Regions from separate parts of the Sus scrofa genome. Here regions 2, 3 and 4 are each linked to region 1. The links are chromatin contacts, called in public Hi-C and HiChIP or PLAC-seq maps. All regions are on one chromosome and are shown on one strand. Each heading gives the region's core, a stretch centred on a gene start, on an enhancer-like site or on the middle of the called end of the contact. The rest is flanking DNA. Distances are from core to core; before and after follow the strand shown. Region 1 holds the start of TBC1D2 (TBC1 domain family member 2A). Region 2 overlaps TRIM14 (tripartite motif-containing protein 14). Region 3 holds the start of NANS (N-acetylneuraminate synthase). Region 4 holds the start of ANP32B (acidic leucine-rich nuclear phosphoprotein 32 family member B).

Evidence for each region. A called contact is a pair of places that touch in the nucleus more often than the background predicts. HiChIP or PLAC-seq counts read pairs in DNA pulled down with a chosen protein or histone mark.
Region 2: a contact with region 1 is called in a Hi-C map of fetal skeletal muscle, with 2.7 times the contacts expected there. The contact joins the enhancer-like site here to the promoter of TBC1D2 in region 1. A contact is called at or near these places in 1 of 5 promoter capture datasets (liver), 22 of 47 Hi-C or Micro-C datasets (alveolar macrophages, blood, embryonic fibroblasts and 13 more) and 2 of 2 datasets of contacts at active chromatin or transcription factors (alveolar macrophages and skeletal muscle).
Region 3: an H3K27ac HiChIP or PLAC-seq map of alveolar macrophages shows a contact between it and region 1. The contact joins the promoter of NANS here to the promoter of TBC1D2 in region 1. A contact is called at or near these places in 8 of 47 Hi-C or Micro-C datasets (alveolar macrophages, blood, embryonic fibroblasts and 3 more) and 1 of 2 datasets of contacts at active chromatin or transcription factors (alveolar macrophages).
Region 4: an H3K27ac HiChIP or PLAC-seq map of alveolar macrophages shows a contact between it and region 1. The contact joins the promoter of ANP32B here to the promoter of TBC1D2 in region 1. A contact is called at or near these places in 1 of 5 promoter capture datasets (liver), 1 of 47 Hi-C or Micro-C datasets (heart right ventricle) and 1 of 2 datasets of contacts at active chromatin or transcription factors (alveolar macrophages).

What each region holds. Positions count from the first base shown.
Region 1 is chr1:240,048,536-240,051,235 of Sscrofa11.1, forward strand. TBC1D2 (TBC1 domain family member 2A) reads right to left here and starts at 1,392. Exons shown (of 16, transcript XM_021066519.1): 1 at 825-1,392. The coding sequence starts at 1,199.
Region 2 is chr1:239,917,839-239,920,538 of Sscrofa11.1, forward strand. TRIM14 (tripartite motif-containing protein 14) reads right to left here. Exons shown (of 6, transcript XM_003122031.4): 6 at 1-1,401. The coding sequence ends at 866. Among named protein-coding and RNA genes, the nearest start is that of TRIM14, 26 kb to the right of the region's middle. Within about 2 kb of position 1,428, at least 62 of the 83 cell types and tissues checked have an H3K27ac peak or open chromatin away from gene starts, as enhancers often do. A contact at or near this core is called in alveolar macrophages, embryonic fibroblasts, fetal liver and 7 more, where this site is marked.
Region 3 is chr1:239,880,619-239,883,318 of Sscrofa11.1, forward strand. It overlaps NANS (N-acetylneuraminate synthase), which reads left to right and starts at 1,366. Exons shown (of 6, transcript NM_001185139.1): 1 at 1,366-1,497. The coding sequence starts at 1,366.
Region 4 is chr1:239,840,669-239,843,368 of Sscrofa11.1, forward strand. It overlaps ANP32B (acidic leucine-rich nuclear phosphoprotein 32 family member B), which reads left to right and starts at 1,394. Exons shown (of 7, transcript XM_021066477.1): 1 at 1,394-1,803. The coding sequence starts at 1,750.

The sequences.
Region 1 (2,700 bases), core at 142-2,641:
ATGATGGATTGGATCCCTGGATGGGGAACTTCCATATGTGGGGGGGGGGGCATTAAAATTAAAAAGAAAACTTTTTTAAAAGTTAAGAAATAAAAAGAAACGTGATTCAGAAGTCATGCCTTGAGAGAGGGCAGCAAAGCTCATATCTTGATTATACTTCAACCCGAAGTAAAAAAGTTAAGGCAACTGCATTATTAGCCACACCCAAAAGTAAAAGTTTTGATCAAGTGCTGAGAGGTAGAAAACCCACGGGATTCCAAGTGTGGGCTACACCACTTTTTAGTTGTGTGACCTTGGACCAGTCACTTCATCTCTTTATGACTCAATTTTTTTTTTTTTTTTTTTTTTTTTTTGTCTTTTTGCCTTTTCTAGGGCCGCTCCCGCGGCATATGGAGGTCCCCAGGATAGGGGTCTAATAAGGAGCTGTAGCCACCCGCCTACACCAGAGGCACAGCAACGCCGGATCCGAGCCGCGTCTGCGACCTACACCACAGCTCACGCAACGCTGGATCCTCAACCCCCTGAGCAAGGCCAAGGATTGAACCCGCAACCTCATGGTTCCCAGTCGGATTTGTTAACCACTGCGCCACAACGGGAACTCCTATGACTCAATTACTTGATCCGTAATATGCGTATATCATGTGGGCCTTTGTTATGGGAACACAATGAGGAAATGAGTGTGAATGCCCTTTGTAAAGCACAAGACCCTGTGAACCCAGGGTTCACAGGGGTGTTTGGGGTCGGTGATTATAGTTACAGTAAGTTTATTGTGACCACTCACTTGCACCCCGCTGTGCTGAAAAGGAGAAAATTGCATCATTTACCTTCAAGGTAATAGTCCGGCTGGGGGTCTTGATTTCGAAAGTCCCCTCCTCGGCGTCCGCCTTGCAGTCAAATACCGCACAGGAGAGGTCGATGCTGTCCAAGGGGTTTGCATCCTGTGCGGTCCGCGAATAATACAGGTGACATTTTCTCTCGTCGTAGAAAAACCAGCGGGATTTCCAACCCCGGATGGGCCTTTTGCCTCCCAACTTGCTTAAATATCCACAAAGTTTCTTGGGGGCCGCCTCCAGAGGTCGGGTGCAGACCGTCGATTCCTCTGGAGGCAACACCTGGGAGCCCCTGGCCAAGCTGGCAGGCTCTTCGGACACGGGGGCAGAGGAGCTAGACTCCGCGGGGTTCTCCTGGGCGTCCTCCATCGCCACTAGGGACTGCGGAGGAGCTGGATGTCCACTGCCCAACTCCGGCCAAATCTCGGAGATTCAGGGGATACCTTCAAGACGGAGATAACTGGACGAGGGCGGGGCCTTTAGTGACCCGCCTCCAAGAGACGACGGAGGGACGCAGCTCCCTGCGTTGCGTGCACTTCATTGATCTAAAACCCAGTACCTGAGGGTGGCCACGCCCATCCGGACCCCTCCGTATCTAGGACAGGCCTCGACACGCCCCCTGCCGGCTCCTCCCACACTGCTAACTTCCGACTTTTCTTCGCTCCTCTCCGCCATATTTACTGAGGGCAGCCGCGAGCGTGGGGCGGTCCTCGGATTGAAGGCGTGGTGTCCCTGAATTTGGTTAACCAGCGGAAGAGAGGCTGGAGGAGACGCCCTCCACAAATACCTTGTTCTGGTAACACGCGTAATAACGTAGAGGGACAGTCCCTTCTCCAGCTTTACGGGCCTCCCGCCTTTTCTCCCCAGGTGCCGCGCAGGTCCCCGTTGCGGGGCGCACGGCGCGTCCATTGGCTGAAGGGGACACCCGGCTGCGTGGCGACATTTCCGGCGCCGCTCAAAGCGCGCGTGCTTAGAGGGCTCTGCTGGTGGCCTATATACCCGTCAGCAGTTAAGCGACCCTGTGGTTCTCCCCTGACCGTGGCGGCCTCTCCTTCCTCGGTCCCAGTTCCCGCTCGCCTCTTTCCTGAGCTACTCGAGTTATATGGGCGCCCGGCCCGGCTTCTGCCCTTGCTGGAACCCAGTGCTTGGGACGGGTTTGGGCACAGTAAATTGTGGAATCAAATGTGTCTTTACTAACTTTCTCAACTTCTGTCCTCAGTCTGTCTGCCTCTTGTCCTTAAGTTTCCCCCCTTTACTCCTTTAGGCGCTTCCCTCCGCTTGGGCTATGGAGCCCATTTCCTACCACCTCTTGAGGAGCTTCACGGTTCTTCACTAGCCCTTTCTTAGCCCCTCTTTCTTTAGCTTCTCTCTCTTTGCCATCCTTAACAAAATCTTCCTTGTTTTGTTCCGGGCAAATTATACTCAAGGTCTGAGGTTGTCTTTTCTTAAAATTAACTTAACACAGGTTCACTGCAGAAATTATAATAATATTTTGTAAGTCCATAGCATATCTAAAAATGTCTCTTAATATGATAATAGAGAAATAACATTCTCCAAACCGATGATAGATTAATTATACTATTGTTAGGCAAACGGGGGAATGAAAGAAATAAAAGTCCAAATTTAGTTCAGGTGTACCCTTCTGTTACTGACAAGGGTTTTTGACCTCGTTAATACAAATTGATGAGAGGCCAGACAAATTTAGTCAAGGCTTTATTGGCACCGGTACTGCAGCAGGAGGTAGGAAAACAAGTAACAGCTGCCCTTGCTTGCTCCCTGAGGAGGTGGTGGGGATAAGGGTGAGTCTAGGGATCTGGTGGTCTGCCCCCTTGGTGGTGCTGTGTGCAGAGTGCATGCACAGTGCCCTGCT
Region 2 (2,700 bases), core at 178-2,677, 130 kb before region 1:
AGAGATTCTTGTGGCCTGGGGAGAAGTCTTGGGGCACTTAAGCCCAGGGAAGACAGGCAAAAGGAAGAAAAGGCTTTCCTCTATGTTTGTGTGACGGCAAGGGTGTAGAGGTGGAACTGTGTGACACACAGTTCTGACTGGAGGGTCTCTGAGAAGAGCAGTCGGAGCTAGGTGAGGATAAGTAGTTTGGGGCGGACTAGAAAAGCCTTGAATGCTAAGGTAAAGTGCTTTTTTTCTCCCCTATAGATCTTGGGAATCTTTTGATAGTTCTAAGAGGTTAAGTGAGGTTTCAGGCAAGTCACTCAGGCTGTAGGGTGGAGGATGCACAGGGAAAGGGGTTCAGACCTCCAGGTGTTAAGCCCTTGCAGCTGCTCCTAAGGGAGGTGACATGGACAGGCTGAAGTAGAATAAAGAGGAGGAAGCCGATCCAACTGAGGTTAAGGGATAGAAGAGTCTTAGCGACTCTCATTCATTCACACATTTATTGTGTGCCTACCATGTGCCAGGCGTTCTGGGTGCTGTAGGGGGGAGAATGATCTGGGGCTGAGCATAATGTATTCTGACATGGTCAGGATGATTAGGTCTCAACTATGGGTGTGTCCCTTCGGGAACCTGGACTAAAAGCAGTGTAGTATAAGTGCCCTGGTTATACGACCAGGGGAGGTTGGGTGAGAGAGCAGCAGCAGAGGACATGTGTTTAGGGCTTGTTTGAAACTAACCCATCTTGGAGAGGAACTGTTCAAAGCACAGGCCATGACTGGTGGGGGAGTGGAATGCATAGAGAGGAAGTAGACTAGCCACGTCTGGATCCGGTGAGACCAGAGCCTCGGAGAGGCAGGCACGCAGGTCACGCAGGTCTGGGCCATTAGGGCAGTCGGGGGATGCTGATGGCCCCTTCCCAGAGCCGCAGGGCCGGGTAGAGCGGCTCCTGGAAAGCAGCACGGAAGGTGTGCAGGTGGCTCATGCCGCCCGACACGTCGTAGAAAGCGAGGACGCCGGCCTCGTAGTCCAGGAAGACGCCGAGCCTGTCGGGATCGTCGCGGAGCCGCAGGCGGCTGCGCTGCCCGTCATGGAAGGCCCAGTACTCAAGGTCATAGCGTTTGAGGCACCAGGACTGGCGGTTGCAGCCCAGGCGGGCAGCAGCCGAGGCCCCGCGGCGCCGCAGGGAGCCGTAGGCCGCGCCCACCCACCAGCCGATGCCCGCCTCCTGTACATCCACTTCCCAGTAGTGGCGGCCGGCGGCGAAGCAGTCGCGGCCCAGCACTTGCCACAGCGAGTCGAAACACAGCGTAGGCGTAGGCCCCAGGCGGCCGAAGAGACCGCAGCGCACGGTCAAGCGGTCTGCGGAGAGGCGCAGGCGCGCGTGCATCGTGTCCGGCTCCAGCGTGGGCGTGCGCGCGTCTGCAGGGGCGGGGAAAACGGGCCACGCCTGGTGGGCGGGGCCGTATCCACGCCCCGCCCCCCCTGGAGACAGACCCTGCTAGCCCAGCACAGGTTCGCGGTAGAAAACTGGAAAACACGGAAGTCTCCCGTGGAAAGGTGGAAAGCCACCCTTTTAACCCCGATTGCCTCTGAACTGCGGCTACACGGGAAGGAGAGAACATTTGACTGCACACGCGTTGTGCCGCTTGAATTTTGCACCATAGAATTTGTTGCCAGTTTCTAAAAATTGAATTTAAAAAATCCTATCACCCTTTACACCTGATTGTAATATCCTTCCCTTTTTTTTTTTTTTTTACTTGCCCTTTAATAGTTTTCCTTAACATTGGTATCATACCATACAGGCTGTTGGGTAATCTGCTTTTTAAATTTACTGATGTATTTATGAACACTTTACCACATCAAATATTCTTTTATAAAAACATTTTAATGGTGACCTTAAGATTTTGATGTACAGGAGTTCCCGTGGTGGCGCAGTGGTTAACGAATCCGACTAGGAACCATGAGGTTGCGGGTTGGGTCCCTGGCCTTGCTCAGTGGGTTAAAGATCCGGCGTTGCCGTGAGCTGTGGTGTAGGTTGCAGACGCGGCTCAGATCCCGCGTTGCTGTGGCTCTGGCGTAGGCCGGTGGCTACAGCTCCGATTCGACCCCTGGCCTGGGAACCTCCATATGCCTCGGGAGCGGCCCAAGAAATAGCAACAACAACAACAAAAAAAAAAAAAAAAGAAAAGATTTTGATGTACAGATGAACTATAATTTAACCCAGCCCCTCTCCCACCTTTAGAAAATATTTAGGCCTTCAAAAAAGCTTTTGAGAACACTAATACGAATGCATCTTTATGTATCTCATTATTTATGTAGGATATGTTCCTAAATGATGAATTGCTGGGGAGCTCCTGTCATGGCTCAGCAGTAACAAACCCAACTAGTGTCCATGAGGACTCGGGTCCATCCCTGGCTTCACTGTGGTGCAGGTCACAGCCTCAGCTTGAATCCCATGTGACTGTGGCATAGGCTGGCCGCTACAGAGTCAGTTGGGATGGTTGTGTTTTTAAGGCCTCTGGTAAATATTGCTGAATTGTCTTCCATAACAGTGGCAATGATTTAAACTCCCAATAACAGTTCTTGTTGCATTATACACATATGTAGACATGCAATTAAAGAAAAGTCTAGGTCTTAAGGCATATGGATGTTCAGCTTTAATAGAGACTCCCAGATGATCTTCTTGACAACACTGGAGTTTTCTGTAGAGAGTTTTTG
Region 3 (2,700 bases), core at 116-2,615, 170 kb before region 1:
AAACCCTGGTTCTTTGTCCTTCCATGGCAGCAACACAAGGCTCAGTCCTCCATTGCTCATCCCTCTGCACCCTTTCCTCAGGAGTCTAACTTATCCTCGGGCTTTCCTCACTCTGAATGGCTCCCAGATCACTCTTTCCAGCCCTGACCTCTACTCTAAGCCTCAGACCTGTCTTGTGGACATTTTCACCTGCATGTTTATACCCACGTGTCCCAAAGCTACCCTTCTGCCCTTCCACCCAGAAGTGCCTCCTCCTCTCCGTTTTTAACATTGTTACTCTGCTCATTAGTTCTGGCAAGTGGAGCTGGGAATCAAGTGTTATTTTTTCCTTCAAACTGGTTATTTCTCAACTTTGTCTGCAACCCAGTATAATGCACTGCAAGGGCCTTAGGCTGGGAGGTAGTCCAGGGTCCTCATCGCAGCTCCACTCTGGTTTTCTGGATGGCTTTGGACAAGTCAATGGAACTTTTTGGACTTGCTGCCTCTCACATAATAGGACTGGCAACCACTTATTGAAAGCTTACTACAGGCCAGGTACTGTGATCAGTATCTCATCATCACTTGACCAAACTTGGAAGGTAGGGTCTATATAATTTTCCAATTTAAGAGAAAAAGGAAAATAATGTTCAGGGAGTTCCTGTCGCCGCTCAGCATAAACAAATCCGACTAGTATCCACGAGGATGCAGGTTCGATGCCTGTCCTTGCTCAGTGGGTTAAGGATCCAGCATTGCCTTAAGCTGTGGTGTAGGTCGCAGATGCAGCTTGGATGGTATTGTTGTGGCTGTGGTGTAGGCTGGCAGCTATAGCTCTGATTCATCCCTAGCCTGGGAACCTCCATATGCCGCGGGTGCGGCCCTAAAAAGACAACAATAATAATAATAATAATGCTCAGAAAGACTAGGTATTCATGATAAAGAGTTGGTTAGTGGCAGGAGCTGGACTCCAACCAGCTCTGTTAATTCCAACCCCTGAATCCGTTTTTTTCCATTACACCGTAGGGCGGACTCTCTCCACGCCCAAGGCAGCCGTCAGCCTCCTTACAGGAATGTTTGCTCAAGGGTGCATGCAGGGACCCCATCGCTGTCAGGGATTGCGCCTCCTGCCCATGAGTCACACGCCGAACTCAATAGAACAGCGCTAGGCTTTCTCTTCCTGTGGCACGTCTCTCCCAGCGGGTGGCTCCGCCCCCTGACTTGATTGGCTGTCGGGAACGAGGCAGAGCTCGTTGATTGGCTGCGTGGCGGCCGCTGGCTGACGTGGCGGGGCCTCCGAGTGGGCCCAGCTAGGCTGCAGACTGAACAGAAGGGAGGTGGCGGCGGCGGTAACTAGGCGGGTGGTGCCGCACGAGAGCACAAGCCGCTGCCATGCCGCTGGAGCTGGAGCTGTGTCCCGGACGCTGGGTGGGCGGGCAGCACCCATGCTTCATCATTGCGGAGATAGGCCAGAACCACCAGGGCGACCTGGATGTGGCCAAGCGCATGATCCGTATGGCCAAGGTGAGGGGAGCGTCTAGAGGACCAGGGCGCAGGGTGCCGAGAGAGGGCGGGGCCTGGGGAAGAGTGGCCTGGGCATGGGTGGGCGGGGCTGCGGACCCCGGGACCGTCCTCCTTCTTTCTGCCACTTGGTGCCCTGCACCCGGCCTGGCGACTTCCAAATGTTTCGAATCTTCATCTTTCTGCTACCCTCCTGATTTGTTTGCATTGCTGCAATTGACCCCTAACCTGGCCTCTCTCGCCCTCTTCTGGTGGCAGAATAATCTTCCCGAAAAACAGATTTAATCAGGTCGTACCCTCACCTGACACCCTCAGAAGCTACCCACTATTCATGGGTAGAGTTGAAACCCTTTAACATAGCCTTCAAGACCTTAATGTCTTGGACCCTTCTTTCCTATCATTTTTCACCTCGGACGTCTTTCAGCGACAGTGAATTACTTTTAGAAAGTTCCTGGAAGTTGCTGCAAGTGTTGCTCACCTGCCATCCCTTATACTTACCTCGTAGAATTGGGAGGCTCAAGTGAGATAACTCATGAAAATCTCTTAGCACAGTACTTGGCAAATAGGACTCAATGAATGCTAGCTATTAGTGATAAGATGTTAATAAACATTCATGCTCCCCCTTCTCTTGGATCCTTTCTGTCCAACCCCCCTCCCCCCATAAAGCTGGTCTCCTGTGATTGTTCCCGTTGATTTGCCTGTTCTTGTCTATTCAAACTTTTCTCTCTGTTGGACCGTGAGCCCTCTGAGGGACGGGGCGGGGGAGGGGGGTGTTGTCATGTTGTTTGTTGTGACCCCAGCCCCAGTATGAGGTCTGTGCTGTGATTCCTTGATTTAGAGGTGGCTCACTCCATCTTTCTTTTTTTTTTTTTTTTTTTTTTTTTTTTTGGTCTTTTTGCTATTTCTTTGGGCCGCTTCTGCGGCATGTGGAGGTTCCCAGGCTAGGGGTTGAATCGGAGCTGTAGCCACCGGCCTATGCCAGAGCCACAGCAACTCGGGATCCGAGCCGCGTCTGCAACCTACACCACAGCTCACGGCAACGCCGGATCGTTAACCCACTGAGCAAGGGCAGGGACGGAACCCGCAACCTCATGGTTCCTAGTCGGATTCGTTAACCACTGCGCCACGACGGGAACTCCTCTTTTTTCTTTTTAAGGGCCACAGCTGCAGCATGTGGAATTTCCCAGGCTAGGGGTCAAATCGGAG
Region 4 (2,700 bases), core at 144-2,643, 210 kb before region 1:
TCAGTTCCTCATTTGTGCAATGACTGAAAGAACATATTAAGCCCTAAAAGTGGATGCACACGAATTGCTTGTTAGCTCATGGAACTAAGTTTAGTTTTTCGTAAAAGCCTTCATCTCATAGTCTTGTGGTTCTCATAACCTTAGTTACAGACCTCGTGCGACATCCTGAAGAGCACTGCCCTCACCATTTCCCCATCACAAAAATGTCTGCTAAGACTAACATTTAAAATACAAGGGAACTACATACTAGAAAGTTTTTGCCTTTTTCCATAACCCTCCTGAAAATTTTCTGCTTTGACATTTTCATGCATCTGATATTTTAAAAATCGATATAGTTTTGTTTGCCACTAAATGAACTTAGGTGAAAGAGAGGAGTCTTAACTTTAAGAAAAACTTATGGTAATGCCATAGAGTTGTTTTTCTCTATTCCTAAATTGTTCTCAATCTTGGAGCTTCTTCTCTATACTAGAATTAAGATGGTATCTGATTTGACACGTGACTATGTACTTATTTTAAGATGAATGTAACTTCATATTACTCCCCAGAGGTCTGCAAAACCGACTTAGTGCTCTAACCCTGTCTCTCAGGGAGCTTTTTGAGGCAGCCCATGACAAAAGCTACCTGCCAAGCTTCCCCGAATTGGAGACCAACAAGAATCCACACACCTCAGAGGGGTGCCCTTAAAAATAAAGGAGATAAAAGTCTTGAGGAACCTCGGTAAACTTCGAGGCTCCATTAGAAATGCTAATTACTGCCTCCACTAGCCTATACTTAATGTTAGAAAACCCAGGGAGATTCTCCCGAACTCTGGAACGCTCGCATCTCTGCGGTTTGAGCAAGCGGCCGGGGCTACCCCGTCCCCATCGGTCTCAATGGCCGACTCCGCCAAGTGCCACGCGCTACAGCGCGGGCCGGCAGCGATTCTGCCCCCCAACGGGGGTCCTCACAGCACTTCCAGCCCCACTTGGCCAAGGAAACACAGGTCTCGTGCTGTTGGCCCCATGCTGTAGTTGGAGGGGAGCGGGAGGTGACCCCGAAAGCCCCGGTCCCGCGCTCTCAAGTCTGCCGCCTTCGCCGGTGTCGGGTTGGCCTGGCCGAGGCTCGGCGCGAGGGCTTGGCCTTAGAGAGCTCCCAAGACCGACCGCAAAGTCTCCCCGCAGCCCGCTCGGCCGACTTCCAAGCGCGGGCTGGAGACCTGTCTCCAGGCGCGTCGAGGAAAGACCCAAGGTCTCAGCTGGGGGACGGGCGGGGAAGCCCCCGAGGTGGGTCTTACATCAGCCACCCCACGTGCGACCGGAGGGCGGGAAGAAGCCACTCCTGTCCCCCGGGCTGCGCCTTTTCCCCCCCAGCCTCCGCCCCTCCCGCCGCGCCTCTCCCCGCCCCGTCCTTGGTGCACCGCGGCTGCCGAGCCGAGCGGCGCCGCGCGGGGCCGAGTCGAGCCGAGCAGCCACCCGCGCCGCGTCGCCGGTTTAAGCGCAGTGCGGAGCCGCGGCCGGGGGCGGCGGTAGTGAGACCAGCGCTGCGCTCCAGCCCCCTTTTCCCTCCATGGTTTCTCTCCGCTCCCGTGAGTAACTTGGCTCCGGGGGCTCCGCTCTCCTGCCCGCACGCCGCCAGCCGCCCCGGACCGCGCCGCCGGCCTCTGCCTCGAGCAGACCCCTTCCGACGGCCCTCGCTGCGCAGGCTGGGAGCCTCTCCCCCCTCCGCCCCCGTTGCGGAAAGTTAAGTTTGAAGAGGGGGGAAGAGGGAAACATGGACATGAAGAAGAGAATCCACCTGGAGCTGAGGAACCGGACCCCGGCAGCTGTAAGCAGAATCCCCTTCGGGCTCCCTCTCCCCCCGATGACTTGCATGTAATGGTGGCCACCTGCGGGGTCCCAGACGCGGGCTCGCCGACCCCGGCGCGGGCAAGAGCGCAGCTCGCGGGCTCGGACGGGAAAGGCGGGCGGGCAGGCGGGCGGGCGCGGAGGGGGGAGCGAGCGCGCGGGATTAACTCTTTGGCGCCCGCGGGCCCCTGCGGCCGTCCAGGGAAGGCGGTGGGGTGGGGGAAAGCAAACTTTGAGCTCTTCGCCCGCCGGGGTCCTTTCCCGAAGGAGCGCGTGTGCGTGTGGCCGGCGGCAAGAGAGGGAGGAGGGGGTTGTGTAACGCTGGGAGCCATGTTTGCAGCCTCCCGAGATGCGCGGCCGGGCGGAGGCCGGGCCTACGGAGGAGCCGCGCTGCCAGTCCGGACTGGGCCCGCTGCGGGCCAGGCCGGCCTCCGCGTGCCCCCGGCCGGCCCGGGAGGGGGCTCGGGCGGAGCAGGAGGCTCCTCCAGCCAGGTCTCGCGGTTGGCGCCGGTCCGGCCAGGACGGGAGCGGAAGGACGAACAGAGGGTTCTTTGCCTCCAAGGGGGACAGGAAGCCCCCTCGGGCGCCGGGGGGCTTGGGCGGGCGCGGCCTGGCGCGCGCGAGCTGGGGAGGGGCGAGCCCGGGTGGCGGAGGTGGCGCAACCGACGCCCCTCCCGAGGCCAAGTTTGAAAAAAGGAGTCGGTTCCCGCCATTTTTCAAGCCTAAAAATAAAACTTTGTCTACCTATCTCTCGCGCCCCTTTCGACCCCCAGGCCTTCCCCAGTCCCGGTCTCCAAATGCAGGCCGCGCTCGGCCCGAGCTAGCAGTTGTGGCGTAAGCGGCTTCTCCCTCCCCCCCGCGCCGCGGCGGCGGAGCC